Linked DNA regions of Sus scrofa: region 2 is linked to region 1. A link is a contact called in public Hi-C data. All regions are on one chromosome and are shown on one strand. The core of a region is the stretch at or near the end of the contact, and the rest is flanking DNA. Distances in the headings are between cores, read along the strand shown.

Region 1 (7,881 bases), core at 2,028-4,527:
GTGACCTTAATTGATAAACGTTTGAGCGCCTCTTGTGTGTCAGGTACTGTGCTAGACTCTGGGGAGACAGAGCTGAGCTGGGACCTGGCCTTTACCCTCAAGGAGCTCACAGTCTGTTTGGGGAGACTGACCGGTAAATAATTATACTCTACTGTGCTCAGTAGTATGATGAAGGGACCTAGGAGGTGCTGTAAAAGCACAGAGGAAAAATGATTCTGCCTGAAAGGGTCATAGTATGGCTCATTGGGAACTCGACAAAGGAAGAGAACGAGATAAGTGCCAGTGCATTTCACGTAGAGGGCACAGCATGAGCAAAGGCAAGGAGGCTCCGGAGAGGACAGGACCTGGGGAGAGCCTCGGTCGAGGCTGGCTGACACGGGGTGTGTGGTAGAGAAGGGGGGTGGGGGCAGGCTGGAGCGGCGGGGCTTGCTCGTTTGAATGCCACGCAGAGGACTTGAGCCTTGGTCCTGTGAGTGGCAAGCCCCTCTCGAGGCTTTTGTCAAGGCAATAAGCTGGTGAGTCCTGTGCTTCAGACGCCCACCTCGAGGTTAGAGGCAGTTGCTCCAGTTGCTCCAGACCCCATCTGTCAGAAGGAGGCTCGGGCCTGAGCAGCTGGAATGGACAGGAGAGAAGATCTGAGGAGCAGTTTAGAGAAAGAATGAATAGAGTTGCCGAGCGCTCGCATCGAGGTGACAGAGGAGTCAAAATGAGCTTCTTCATGATGAAGTTGTTCCCTGGGTAGAGAAAGCAGGAATTTGAAGCAGATAAAGAGAAATTATGAAGAACCAAGGCTGATGTCTACCCATTAGTTTCTGGAAAAAAAGCCCTGGAATTGAACCCTCTCTTCAGTCATAACAGAATGTTGCCAGGAGAGCTGAGGGGCCTGCAGACAGGCAGCTCCCTCCTGGCACTGCGGTGGGCCAGTCTTGTCTTGGGACCTACCCCATAGTTGCTCCTCAGCAGCGAGGGCAGTGCTGCTGTCCCTAACACTTGCTCGCAGTGGGCTGAGAGTCAGAGACGACAAGGAGGTCTTTCTGAAACTGGTAAGTGGGGTTGGATTGCAGGAGGAGAACGTTAGCAGAGCCTGCTTGCCTTAGGATCCAAGCTGTTGCTAAGGAAAGTGGCAGGAGCCAAAGCACCAGCCGCCATGTAGCAGCACGGAAACCTTAACCGTTCTGGAGCTTCTGCGTTGAGAAAACGGGCTGCCTGACAGTGTGTGAATAGACCCTTTTTTTGGCTTTGAGATCTCATTTGCTTTCTGTGTTTCTCCCTCAGGGTTGGTGTTGATTCAGACCAAGAACATTTGGTAAATATGCGTTTGTGTTGTCTCTGGCGTTTCTGTTGAATGTGCAGTCGCTGGGAGAGAAAACTCATCTACTGTAGACTGCGTGCCACTATTATTTAGATCCTGTCTTGTTTGCATCAGCTTTTCACTGACATCATTCCTGGCTTTTCTCACTGCTCAGCAGAGACAAAACTGAATTTTAGGCAACATGTGGTGATCCAGGGTGACAGCTCTCCTATCTGTGGGCCAACCTGGGCTTTGGGCACAGCCGAGAGCAGTTCCTTCAGTGCTCCTGGGTTTTCAAGTGCCTGCCCTGGCACAGGCAGCCTTTTTCCACTTTGGTTTGCGCATAAAGGCTTGTCTCTGATGTCAGCCCCACTCCAGCTGCTCTTCCTGTGGAACTTTCAAATTGGATGACCAGCAGCTGCCCTTGAGAACTGCCTGGAAGCTTTGGAGTCTTCAGCCAGTCTTCCCGCCTGTTCAGCTTTCTTAGCCTGAGCCTCAGCCCTGCCCACGTTTCCTGGCTTATTTACCTCCATGTGTCACTTTCTCGGTTGGTCCTCTGAGCTTGAGCCTGTAGACGAATGCAGTGTAACCCAGTGCCTTCCCTCAACTGACCACCCTTTTCTGGTTTTTCCCTCTGCTTTATTTTGTGGGGGTGGCACTCGCGGCATATGGGAGTTCCTCTGCCAGGGATCCAACCCGAGCCCGAAGTTGTGACCTGCACCACAGCTGCAGCGATGCCGGGTTCTCAACCCACTGTGCCTCAGGGGAGCATCTGCCCTCGGCTTCTTAATGCTTTCTGAGCAGCATCACTGAATATGTCCCTCTGCCCCAGACGTGAGGTGGGAAATCACAGAAATTAGGGTTTTGAAGATGAAAAGCATCACTTTCAAAAGACAGTTCTTTTTCTTGTCTGAAACAAGCCCTAGTCTGTTTTTTTGTTTTTTGGGTTTTTTTTTGTCTTTTTGTCTTTTTTAGGGCCACACCTCGGCATATGGAAGTTCCCAGGATAGGGGTCGAATGGGAGCTACAGCTGCTGGCCTACACCACAGCCACAGCAATGCCAGATCCTCAACCCACTGAGCGAGGCCGGGGATCAAACCCACGTCTTCATGGATACTAGTCCAGTTCGTTAACTACTGAGCCATGATGGGAACTCCCAGCCCTAGTCTATTTGTCTTCAGGGTGTAGTTCAGGAAAAAACCCATTTAGCAGATTCATTTCCTATATGTTCATTTTGCCAGCTGTTTAGTCATGAGTATGTATGTGACATAGTACTTGCCTCTTCTGTGGTCAGAACCTGAAAGTATAATTTCATGGGCTTGAAATACTTGTGCAAACCAGGCTTAGATAAATTCCATAAGGCTGAGCTGCTGGGATAGCTTCCAAGGGGTAATAGCCCCTCAGCGCCTCCACCCTCACGTCCAAACAAGAAGAGCTATCAAATGGCTCACCAGACAGATGCTTGATCACCATCTGCATGGGTCTCCACCTGCTCTGTCACCCCTGTCACCACAGGGGAGAAATGGAAATGGAGTGAGAGGGGGACAGTCAGGTGCTGAGTACTGGCTGTAACATCCAGAAAAAAAAAATACCATTTTTACTTTGCCCTCAAAGCTGTATGGATGCCCTCGCTGAGCATATTGTTTACTCAGTACTTCAGGTGTCCATCCGAGAAGCGCAGAGGAGGATTATAATAGGTATGGAGTTGAGGAGGGGGGGGAACAGGTGTTCTTGTGGTGAGAAGATCGAGGGATTTATAGATTCATTGCTCTTCAGAAAGCGGAGACGTACCAGCCAACACCTCCTGGTGTGAGAGGAAAATTGGGTGCTTCTTGGCTCTTATAAGCCCACCCGGTGCTCTTAAACGTTGCGTGTGGGCCTGTGTGCTGCTGCATGTTGAGAGGAAGATTCATTTATTTCAAGAATCAGGAAGAGCAGGAACCCAAACCCAGAATCAGAACTCTGCACTCTTCGAAATTCATGGAACCATAGACCATTCATGCTGGAAAGAGCCTTTAAGTCACGTTGCATCCATGAAAAAACTCAGGCCCGGAGAGGGAAGGGCCCAGCCAGGTCGTGTCAGAGCCAGACGGGCCAGACTGACCACACCGTATTACACATAGGGACCCACTTTAGGCTTTTGGAAGCTGTCTATGCAGAGGCCTGCTTGCTCTGCATGTTTTCCCTTCGGCCAGTCCAGCTCACCATGGACTTTCCCTGTTTGCTTGCCTTTTGTTAGTGTCTAAGAATAATAGCGGCAGCTTTGAAAATGCCAGTTACTTTTGGGGCCCATGACAGCTCTTAAAGACTGGGATGTCGATGTGATGTTTTCTACTTAAGGTATAGTTCACATTGTGGGTGTAAACCTTTCAGATTTAGGGGTGAATTATCCCACATGGGTTTTTTTAAATCCCTCAGTGGGCTCATAAATCAGCAAGCAGCCTGAGTAACGGAAGTGTTTGGAAAAACACTTCAGTTTCTTATTCCCAAGCTGCAGTATACAAGCTAGTACATTTCTTTTTTTGTCTTTTGTTTTGTTTTGTTTTTAGGGCCACACCCGCGGCATATGGAGGTTCCCAGGCTAGAGGTCAAATCAGAGGTACAGCTGTCGGCCTACGCTAGAGCCACAGCCATGCCAGATCTGGGCTGTGTCTGTGACCTACACCCCAGCTCACGGCAACGCTGGATCCTTAACCCACTGAGCAAGGCCAGGGATCAAACGCACAACCTCATGGTTCCTAGTCGGATTTGTTTCTGCTGTGCCACGACAGGAACTGCAGCTAGTACATTTCTGATGTTACCCGTGTGGGAGAGGATCTCAGATGTGGTAGGCGATATTTCTGAGTCTACAGAGAAGTGATTCTTAAATGTGTTTTTATCTTTGTGTATGTATTGATTTATTATCTGTTTGCAGGGTATTCCTGAAAGTGAAAGAAGAACCACCAAAGCAGAGAGTGCCTGGCTTTTCCGGATATGGTACAACTTTGATCATAAGTATCCTTGAGAAAAAAATTGGTAGTGTGGACACGGACAATTACAGTTTTTTTGTTTGTTTCCTTGTCTTTTTAGGGCTATACCTGAGACATATGGAAGTTTCCAGGCTAGGGGTTGAATTGGAGCTACAGCTGCCAGCCCACACCACAGCCACTGCACTGTGGGATTCGAGCCTCGTCTATGACCTATGCCAGATCCTTAACCCACGGAGCAAGGCTAGGGATCAAACCCGCATCCTCATGGATACTGGTTGGATTCGTTTCCACTGCGCCACAGCGGGAACTCCAACAATTACAAGTTAATGGAACAACTGTTTTGACTACCCTCGTCCTGAGCTGAGACGTAAAAGCGGTCATTGTTCCTCCCTTTCCTCTGCAGTGCAGCGGAGAAGGTTACTAACGGAAACCCACGAAACCAGTAGGGACTGCTTCCTGCAGATGCTGGCTGCGTGCAGGGCCTCGGGAGACCTTGTGAGAGCCTTGCTTTGATATATAGGTTTATTTATCAAGCACACTCTAATATTTATTGTCCTTCAGCTAATTCAATGAATGCCACAAAAAGTATTTGTTGGTTCTTGTCAGTGTTCTTGCTAGGGCAAAAGAGGAAGGGCTGCCTTAGGAAAAAACCATGAGAAAGAAATGCAGCAGTGCTGGAGACCACAGTGAGCCCTTTTTCTGTGGCCTTTCCAGAGACTGGGAGATTCTGCTCTCCACTCGGAGTGCCAGTGCTTCCTTATTTTTACCGGATTCCTTTCTGGTCCTATTGCAACAGTCTTCTTCAGAGCGCTCCTTTAGGTGGGGTTACAGATAGTAACCTGTTTAAATCATGCCTTTTGAAAAGCATTTTATCACTCGCCGTTTATTAATTTCCTCTTTGAAAATTGAAGTAGAAAAAGGGACCATGGAGTTCTTTCTAGCTGAGACCTGTCAGTAAATGAATCAAACCCTGGTTTATGTTCCATTGAAGCAGATTTGGGACAACCGTGTAAAATGTTTTTTCCTTGCTTTTGACTTTCTCATCAAAACCTTCTATGTTTAAGAAAAATACATGTGACACTTATCATTAGAAACTACTACTTTATTCTCTTTGCTAGAATTTTACATTCGCTTTTTGCAAGAACTCAAGATTAGATTAATATATGAAAACATGAATGCCGCATATCTCTGGTATTAAGACTCCCATTAGAGAGAGAGAGATGCTGCCTCTTTAAAATTGTTGAAAAATTATGTCATTATTTTTGGCTCCATTATCAGCATTTTGGGTATAAGCCACTCCCATATCTCTTGGGGCTTTTTCATCCCTCTGGTTTAACAAAATTGTTCAGTTTTTCCTGCCTAAAATGTTTTGTGCATTTTCTGCATAATATACAAAGTAACTAAATGATACGAATGTAGCAAAAGAGTAGAATAATTTTTTCTATGTATTCTTACAGAAGTAAACACCAAGAATTGTTTGACTCAGTATTATTAGCCTCAGACTTGGTAAATTTGATTCCTAGTGCCCTGGTAGAACTAAGCATTCATCATTCCAGATTTCAGTTCCTTTGTGCAGCCAGATTGTTCTAATTGAAATGTAACTTGACTACAGTAATGTATACAAATCTTAAGCTTACAACTTGATGAATTTTGTCTTACGTATACTCCTGTGTGCCTGCCACCAATATAGAGAGAGCATTTCAAGCACCCTAGAAGACACCACCTTCCCTGCAGTCAGTACTGCCTTCCTGAAGGCCTGCCCCATCCCAGCCAAAAAGGCAGCCCTATTCTGATTTCTAGCGGCATGGATTAGTTTCACCTGTTTTTTTATCTTCATATAAATGGAATCATATATCATGTATTACTTTGTTTTCCTTCTTTCTTGTTTGCCTTGTGGGTTTTTTTGTTTGTTTGCTTTTTAGGGCCGCACATGCAGCATACGGACAATCCCAGGCTAGGGGTTGAATTGGAGCTGCAGCTGCAACCTATGCCACAGCCACAGCAACACTAGATCTGAGCCGCATCTGCGACCTACACCACAGCTCATGGCAACACCGGATTCTTAACCCACTGAGTGAGGCTGGGGATTGAACCTGCGTCCTTGTGGATACTAGTCAGGTTCGTTACCGCTGAGCCACGACAGGAACTCCCTCTTTTGGCTTCTTTCGCTTAGCACTGTGCTAAGTGCTGCCTATACAAGAAACTCATTCTCTCTTTTTTTTTTTCCCTCTTTTATTTTTTTCTTTTTAGGGCCACACCTGCAGGATATGGAAGTTCCCAGGCTAGAAGTCCATTCGGAGCTGCAACTGCCGGCCTACGCCACAGCTACAGCAACACCAGATCCAAGCCTTATCTGTGACCTACACCACAGCTCAAGGCAACACTGAATCCTTAACTCATTGAGCGAGGCCAGGGATCAATCCCACGTCCTCATGGATACTGGTCAGGTTCATTACCATTGAGCTACAACAGGAACTCTCAGAAATTCATTCTTTTATCATTGCTGTGTAGTGTTCCATAGTATGACTATACTACAGGATTTGGGGGGGTTTGTTTTTTTGTATTGTTTGGGGGTTTGGGTTTTTTTGGTTTTTTGGGTTTTTTTGGTCAACCATTCTATTGTTGATAAACGTTGAGGTTGTCTCCAGCCTTTGACGATTACAAGTAAAGCCGAACATTCATATGTGCATCTTTTGATGAACATAGGCACTCATTTCTCTTGGGTGTATACCTAGGAGTGGAATTTGGAATAAGCATATGTTTAGCTGTAATAAACGGTGCCATCCAGTTTTCGAAGGTGGTTGTGACCAGTTTACACCCCACCAGCAAGTTAAGTTGTCCCACATCTCCTCCAAAACTTGCTGTTTGTCAGCCTTTTAAATTTTAGCCATTTCAGTGGGTGTGTGGGGATGTGATTTAATTTGCGGTTCTCTGATGAGCAGTGAGGTTGAGCATCCTTCCATGTGTTTATTGGCCATTTGGATATCCTCCTTTATGAAGTGTATCTAGTCAGTTCTTTTTCTCGTTATTTAATTGCGCTGCCTTTTCTTTTTTCTTACTGACTTGTAGTTCTTTCTGTATTCCTGAATTGAGTTCTTTGTGGGTTATATGTATTGTGAATATCTCCTTCCAATTTGTAGCAGATCTTTTCAATTTCTTAATCCTGTCTTTTGAGGAACAGAAATTCTTCATTTTAATGAAGTTTATTTTATTAATCTTTTCCTTTGTGGTTAGTGCTTTTTGTGTCTTAGGAAACCTTTTGTATCCCAAGGTCACGAAGATATTTTCCTATATCTTTTTTTTTCCTTCTATATATTTCTTATTTCCTACTTTTCTCGAAAAGTGTGATTGTTTTAGCTATCACATTTAAGTCCTCAGTCCTTTACAAATTAATCTTTGCACATGGTGTGAGATATGGGTCAAGACCTACTTTTTTTATTTGAGTATTCAGTTGACCCAGCACCATTTATTGGAACTGCCATCCTTACCTCACTGTATTGCAGTAGAACTTTTATTGTAAATTACTTGGCCATGTCAGTCGGGAGGAGGGGGTCTCTTTCTGGACTCTCTTTTCTATTTGTCTGTTTCTACATCAATACCACACTCTTGTAATGACTGTAC
Region 2 (7,881 bases), core at 2,824-5,323, 100 kb after region 1:
CATAACAGTTGTTTTTAATCTGGCACTATTAACAACTAAGTTCTTCAGCTTTCCTTTCTTTCTTGGCCCTCTGGGTTCTTTTCTTTCCTTTTTTTTTTTTTTTTTTTTTTTGGTCTTTTTGTCTTTTTGCTATTTCTTTAGGCCGCTCCCGAGGCACATGGAGGTTCCCAGGCTAGGGGTCTAATTGGAGCTGTAGCCACCGGCCTACGCCAGAGCCACAGCAACGTGGAATCCGAGCCGCGCCTGCAACCTACACCACAGCTCACGGCAACGCTGGATCCTGAACCCACTGAGCAAGGGCAGGGACCGAACCTGCAACCTCGTGGTTCCTAGTCGGATTCATTAACCACTGCGCCACAACGGGAGCTCCCCCTCTGGGTTCTTTCTGTAGCTGTGCGTGTCACTCTCTCTTCGTCTCTCCTTTGCCTGGGTGTCTGTTTCACTTTCCCGGTGACTTTTTTTCTATCCAGTGGACTCTGCCCACTTTTCCTTTTTCTGGCCTCAAAGTCATCGTCGGTCCTAGTGTCATCATCCTGGTCATCTGCCCTGCGTTCCCCCCCCCGCCGCCGCCCGGCACCCTTTTGGCCACTGCCAGTTACCCCAGCCTAGGCCAGATCTCATTTTTCAGCCTGGAATGGGCAGGAAAACTGCTCTCCAGAGGAAGTGTGAGGTGAGATCTGGTGTCACTTGATACAGAAATGTCACCGTTAGAATAAAATTAAACAAAATACGTCCAGAGACTACATAGTTGCATAGACAGGTAAACCTGTGAACGCAAAATCATTTCTTCTCTGTGGCCAGGGCCCCAGCCAGTGCTAAAGCTACGTGAAATAATGAAAATGGATACTCACTGCCAAGGGCTTACTAGCTGAACAAATGAGAAAATTGTACCCTTGCCTAGGGGTGTGTTCTTAAGTAGCTTTTGCTCCTGTTCCTCGTTATTGCCTGCTAATGAATGTGCGCATTGCCAGTGAGCCACCAGCTCTTCCCAGCTTCCTGTAGTACTCTGTATTTCTCTTCTGAAACTGGCTTTTCCTTTGTATTTAAACCAATGATATTTGCTTGCTCTTTGTTTCGGAACTACTATAGGTGTAAAATGTACAGAAAAAAGAAGATACATATGTACTGTTTTTTTTAATGTTTTAATTTTTTGTCTTTTTAGGGCCGCACCCGCAGCCTGTGGAGGTTCCCAGGCTAGGGGGCTGAATCAGAGCTGTAGCCGCTGGCCTGTGCCAGAGCCACAGCAGTGCCAGATGCGAGCCATAACTGTGACCTATACCACAGCTCACGGCAACGCCACATCCTTAACCCACTGAGCGAGGCCAGGGATCGATCCTGCATCCTCATGGTTGCCAATCAGATTCGTTTCCCCTCAGCCACAGTGGAAACTCCTGTGCTGGTTTTTTTTTGGTTTGTTTGTTTTGTTTTTAATGCAGTGAAACCTAGAAAAAAAGAAAAGCAGTGAAAATAAGTCTTGGTTGCCGGCACTCTACTTTGTGTAAGATTTCTATTTTATTTACTCACCTGAAAACTCTGGATCTTACATATGTTCAAGATGTAAAATGTTCCATAGACGTTCTAATCACAAGAAATTGCAATATCCACAAAGTTTCAGATGTACTTTTCAATACTAAGGACCTGTTAGCTGGGAATGTAGAGCTTTTATCATCAGGGTGGTTTTGACAAGGATGATACAAATGTAAGTTTCTATACTTGATTAACAAGTTTTGTTATTCACTTTCAGCTTTAGAGTGTGGATGAGGCTGCTTGGCTCCTGTCAGATTGAAAATGTGTGATTTAGTAGGAAGACATTAAGGATTGGTTTTTCATTGAATCTCTGCCAGGTTTAGTATTAGACTTTATTTTTGTTTGGGAAGCTGATTGCCAGCATCTGCCCGTAGACGAAATCAGTCATCTTCGGAGTTCCCGTCGTGGCGCAGTGGAAAACAAACCCGACTAGGAACCATGAGGTTGTGGATTCCATCCCTGGCCTCACTCAGTGGGTTGAGGATCCAGCGTTGCCGTGAGCTGTGGTGTAGGTCGCAGATGCAGCTCGGATCTGGTGTTGCTGTGGCTGTGGTGTAGACCTGCAGCTGCATCTCCGATTCGACCCCTAGCCTGGGAACCCCCATATGCCATGGGTGCGGCCCTAAAAAGCAAAAAAAAAAAGAGAATCATTTGCACTTTCGTGTGACCAGGTGAACTGAAGTAACGGGTGACGCCCAGGTTTCTGAGACTAAAGAGGTCACACAGACCCACTCATATGAGTCATAAATTCCAAACATTTTTATATCATGAGCCATAGTAGCAGATTTAGACATCTGAGTTAACAACATTTTGTTAAGAAATACCCTGTAAGTAATGGTGATTTCAAATACTGAAAATGATTTAAGAAATTCCTCAGCGCTATGGCTTTTAGAAACTAAGGAGATACTTAGTTCCTTGTCAAAGATTCTACATCTCAAAATGCAGGAACAATTCAGATTTTCACATCCCAGGCTCTTCTCGTCTCAGCCACAGGATGCAGAATTTCCAGTGGAGTAGGCACACTAAGGAAAGAAACCAAGCAGCCAAGCTAATAGGAGGTGAAAGTTTTTATTTGCATCTACGGATAAAGCAGTCAGCCTTTGTTAGAGCCACTTTTTAAATATTGACTTTTCCCCTCAATTCATTAAGGAATAAGTAAGAGAACTGTGTGTATTTAAATGTACAACATAGTACAATACATACATCTATTGTAAATCAGGAGATTGCGATTAACATGGACTAGATACAAAATAGATAACACTTAGCACAGGGAACTAGAATATGTTGTAATAACATAGAGTGGGAAAGAATCTGAAAAATAACTTTATATATATAGATATATATACACACACACACGGATGTATAACTGAATCACTTTGTTGTACACTAGAAACTAACACAACCTTGTGAATTAGCTTTAATTAAAAATGGTTTTAAAATACCAAAAAAGAAAAGGTATGCAGCGTGGTGATTTGCTATACTTTCACCCCGTGGAAAGATTATCAAGATAATTTAATATCCGCTTTATTGCGTGTTATTTATGTACAGCGAACTCATCCTGCAGTGTGGCGGGTTGTGCAGAGGCCTGTGCCCGGGAAGCCCCTGCCCCGTCACTCCCCCGCCAGTTCCCCGCGCCCTTGGCAGCACATTCCTCCCCGCCAAGGGCCCGGCAACCACTGATGTGCTTTTGTGTGAGAGCTGAAGGGTTGTGGATCTTTCTCTATCCAAAGACCAGAGAGAAATCCCACACGTTATTTTCCTCTCTGTATTTAAGATAAAAGAATATTCCAGGTTTGACTTCCTGGAACCTATTTCTCATTGTCTGAAGGTGAGTAGTTAAGAATTTTGCCTGCAAGTAAACTACAGCCTCCTTCTTTTTATTTATTTATTTGTCTCTCTGCTATTTCTTTGGGCCGCTCCCTCGGCATATGGAGGTTCCCAGGCTAGGGGTTGAATCGGAACTGTAGCCACCGGCCTACGCCAGAGCCACAGCAACGCGGGATCCGAGCCGCGTCCGCAACCCACACCACAGCTCACGGCAACGCCGGGTCGTTAACCCACTGAGCAAGGGCAGGGACCGAACCCGCAACCTCATGGTTCCTAGTTGGATTCGTTAACCACTGCGCCACGACGGGAACTCCTTTTTTTTTAAATTTATTTTTTATTTTATTTATTTTTTTGTCTTTGTGCTCTTTCTTTGAGCCTCCTTCTTAAATGGGCTCATTACATACTTGGATTGAAGGGAAATTGCAGCCAAGAGAAACAATTCTGATAAAACGGAAAAGCGGTAAATGTTCATCTGAGGTGGATCCAGTGAGATGTCACATCCCCCAAGAACAGAACAAGTAAAGGAATTTGAATTTGGCTTTGCACTTATTCATAAATTAAAAACGAAAGAATGAGAAGACATGTTCTACACCTGTAGGTCTCTCCCGACAGCTAGTGTGTGTGTGTCATCATCTTTCAGGAACAGCCTGTCCCGTGAGCCTTCCCGAAGAGTCGAAGCGGGTCTCAGGGAATCTCCAGCGGATGGACGGTCCGTCTTTACGCACCGTGGTGCAGAGCCAGCTGGAATTAGTACATGTTCCCTCCCCGCTGATATATCCAGGCCAACAGATAGCTAGGCAATTTAAGGGCCACCGTATTGAGATGCAGTTTGTCCCTTCCTCACTCACGCCCTCAGAGCAAGTCCTGTCACGGCGCCTTTGGGACTGGCGGGCTCTCCTTTCCATTGCGGTCCCTCTGTCCTGCCGCAGAGTCTCCATCTGCTGCTCCGATCGCTGCTGTTTCCGCCCTCCCCTGGTTTCCTTTCCCCGTTTTCTTTCTTCTCATCTTTTCTGTCTCCTGATGCTCCTTCTCTCACACTGCTCTGCTTTCTCATGGCAAAGCTGTTTTTGTAAACATCCCCAGAGCGAGTCATCAGTAGACTAATTCCAGCATGTCAGATGTCATCTTGGAGACTGTTTTTCTTGGTATTGTGATCCAATCATTACTTGAGACTCCTTTTAAGTTTGGGCCCATGCCGGAGGTTTGGGAGCTGTGGGCAGTTGGTTTTCAGATAATCAGAGTTGAATGTGTTTGCAGAACTGTGTTATAGACAGTCTTTGGAACCATGAATCATTACAGTGGAATGAATGATGTATGTTCCAGTGTGCCCATGAAACTGCCTTTTACAAACCTAAAGCAATTAAAATGGTCTTGAGATTTATTATTCCTCATAACGTACTGTAAAGTGTTGGTTGTTTTAGCAAAAACCTTGAACACGTGTCAAAATATATAGAATGCACAACCCAGAGAGTGACCCCTAATGTAACATGTGGACCTTAGTTAATAATAATGGCTCATCAACTGTAAAAAACAAAATAGAGTAATGCAGGATATTCATAATAGAAGAAACTGGGAGGGGTGATGTGGAGGGATGCGGAAATTACTTTCTGATCCATTGTCCTGTAAATCTTAAACTGCTTTAAAAAAATCTATTAATTAAAAAAAACCCTTCATACATTTGGGATTCAGAAATACAACGAATACATCAGGCCCTTTTTATTATTAAACTGTAGATAAAAGCTCAGTGTTTAAGTACTAGTTAAGTACTAGTTCAGTAAGGGAGGTGCTTCTCGGTGAGTGACATAGCTTATACCACTGGGCTCCCTGAATAGTGCAAGTGTGCACTCCCGGGAGAGCCGCCCAGAGCTGCTCGCCGCAATCTGGTTGCACAGGACTTACTGGGGCAGGTCAGTGTGAGCGCTGGCTTGCGACTTTCTTCGTCGGCCACCTTTGGGCATCGTGTCATCTTTATGGTGCAGCAGAACCCCAGACTTGACAAATTACCTGCCCTACAACCTAATGAGCCCTTTTTTGACCCTTGCATCTATGGTATTGCTAGCAACAGTGACGGTTGGTGAGCTCCTGCCAACTCTTGGAGCCAATATCCAGGTCAGAGTTTGATTGCTTTGGGCCACAGGCTGTGGCGTGGCTTGTAGTAGCATAGACCTAAGGCCAGGACCTCCGGGTAATTGCCCGGTGTGGCCAGTGCTGCAGTGCCCCCATGTGAAAAGGTGAGTTCTTTGAAGGTCTTCCTGTAAATGGTTTCTGTATCCTGGGATTGGGGGATTATTACGAGCAACGGCGGGCCCGCGTTGCTTTCTTGAGTTGGCTCCGTGGACAGTCGTGAGAGGGGGCGGGGTGGGGAACTGGCCTGAGAGCGACATTGAAGCTGAGGGGAGCAAGGGAACGTTGGGATGATATTGAAGTCACTGGAAGAGACAAAATGGACAAAGTCTTGAGAATCAGCACATAAATGAGCGTGATCACTCAAGGGATGATGCCGTGGGGAGGTGGTAGTTCATGGAGTGTGTCTGTCAGGTCTGGGATGAGACCCAGGGTCAGGAAGTCTGTACAGTTAGCTGCAGAAATACTAATGAAGGGGGCACTTGTATTTCACTTACTAAATTGCGTAGTGGGAAAATTTTTTCTGTACGTGAATCTGTTTATATGCTCATAGTTATTCCTGTTATTAGACGAGCTTTCCCATGTTTTTGAAGGCATATTCTTTTTTTTTTTTGGCCACATCTGCAGTGTGTGGAAGTTCCCAGGCCAGGGATCGAACCTGTGCTACAGCAGTGACAATGACAGATCCTTAACAAGGGAACTCAACTCCTAAAAGCATTTTCTTGACTTCCCAGCCTGACTAGTTGGCTGTACACGTGGTCGTCCCTCTGCTGGAGGCAGCAGGTTCACTTAGCGGGCGGAGGGGAAGGAGGGGCATTGATCACCGCCCCCCTCCCGGAGTCACGGTCCGAGACGGGGGTTGGGGGTTCCTCTGGGCCGCTGGTGACCCCAGTGGTGGCACACGGCCACATTCTTTTTGGTCACCTTCACCATTGACACCAAGTTCTGTGAGCTGGCTTGATTGTAAAGCAATTCCTGTCCATTGTAGACACAGCAGAAGTCACGGTCACCAAATCATCGTGCATTTACCCCACAGGTAGACAGGCTGGGTCAGCTGGCAGGGCTGGCATGGTGTTGCTCCTGCCAGCTGGGCTGCTGGAGGTGTGACAAGGTCTCCTTGCTGCTCACCCGGCTGCTGCTCACAGCCCTTGGGCTCCTCTCTGCCTCCCTTCCCCTTTCGCTCTCTTTACCCTTCATTCAGTAACTTGAGAATTTTCTGTTAAGGAACAAAAAAGGGGGACCTGGGCTCAAAAAATGGGGGGCCGCTTGGCCTAAGTAATCACGGCCCAGAGCAGCGGGCCTCAGACCGGCCGCACTGCGGGCACGAGCGCGGGCTGCGCGGGCTCGTTCGGTGGAAGGCGGGACTCCGGGTGCTTGTGACAGGTTCTGACCCACGACTTGGCAGTTGATTCGGGTCCCCTTCCGCTTTTAAAACCCCCATGCTTTTCCTTTACGGGGTGTCCTCCTGCCTGTGGCGGACCCTGGCTGCGCGCAGGCCGCTGGGCGGCGTTTCCCGCGTGGCCGATGGATCGGAGCGGGGCTGCCCGGTCGCCGGCGCAAGGAAGGAGTTCGCAGAGGGCCCAGCCCGGCCTGGGCGGGCTGAATCCCCAGATTCAGCAGGTGAGGTCGGCAGGTGTTTATCGAGGGCTTACTCTGCGCAGGGCACTTTGCTGGGCGCTGCGGGGCATGTTAACAGCCAAAGTGGTCTCTTCAACCAAGGGCCGTCCGTTCTGGTGGAGGAGCCCTTAGAGGCGCATCGAGGATGTGGGGGACGGAGTCCTGAACCGAGGGCGGAGAGGAGAGTCCAGAGCACTGAATCCTCGCCCGGGGGCTACCCAGAACTAGCTGATCCCTCGGGCAAATCAGTTCCCCTCTCAGGGCCTCAGTTTACAAAAGCGGAATGGGACTGGGGAATCTCTGAGACAGTCTGTAGACTGGCTCACAAACAGAGGCCGCAACAAGTTAAACGGCGGTACAAGGCAGTAATAGGACTTCGCGAATGAAGTATAAATAGAACACTGAATATTCTATGTATATGGCACGTACATTTATACTGTGTAATTATACTAATTATGACTATAACCTAATACTTCTCACAGTGGGGTCCTTGGACCAGCAGCATCAGCATTACAGGGGAGCTTGTCAGAAATGCAGATTCAAACAGATACTGACTCACAGACTTTGAAAAACGTATGTTTTCCAAAGGAGACGGGGTGGGGGGTGGGGGTTGGGATGGAAATGTTGTAAAATTGGGTTGTGATGATCATTGTACAACTATCAACGTCATAAAATCCATCAATTTATTAAAAAAAACCCTAAAAACAGAAAGAAATGCAGATACTTGGGCCCCCCCCAGACCTACTGAAAGAGAAGCACAGGGGATGGGTCCCAACACTTCGTGTT

The links. Hi-C and Micro-C count contacts between places; a contact is called where the count stands out from the background.
Region 2: a Hi-C map of retroperitoneal adipose tissue shows a contact between it and region 1, with 2.1 times the contacts expected there. The contact joins two enhancer-like sites. A contact is called at or near these places in 8 of 47 Hi-C or Micro-C datasets (embryonic fibroblasts, fetal heart ventricle, fetal skeletal muscle and 4 more) and 2 of 2 datasets of contacts at active chromatin or transcription factors (alveolar macrophages and skeletal muscle).

What each region holds. Positions count from the first base shown.
Region 1 is chrX:111,216,499-111,224,379 of Sscrofa11.1, forward strand. SLC9A6 (sodium/hydrogen exchanger 6) reads left to right here. Exons shown (of 17, transcript XM_005657924.3): 14 at 1,276-1,306; 15 at 4,206-4,285. Among named protein-coding and RNA genes, the nearest start is that of SLC9A6, 44 kb to the left of the region's middle. Within about 2 kb of position 3,278, at least 10 of the 83 cell types and tissues checked have an H3K27ac peak or open chromatin away from gene starts, as enhancers often do. A contact at or near this core is called in retroperitoneal adipose tissue, where this site is marked.
Region 2 is chrX:111,317,993-111,325,873 of Sscrofa11.1, forward strand. It overlaps a transcript of FHL1 not described here. Among named protein-coding and RNA genes, the nearest start is that of FHL1, 34 kb to the right of the region's middle. Within about 2 kb of position 4,074, at least 7 of the 83 cell types and tissues checked have an H3K27ac peak or open chromatin away from gene starts, as enhancers often do. A contact at or near this core is called in retroperitoneal adipose tissue, where this site is marked.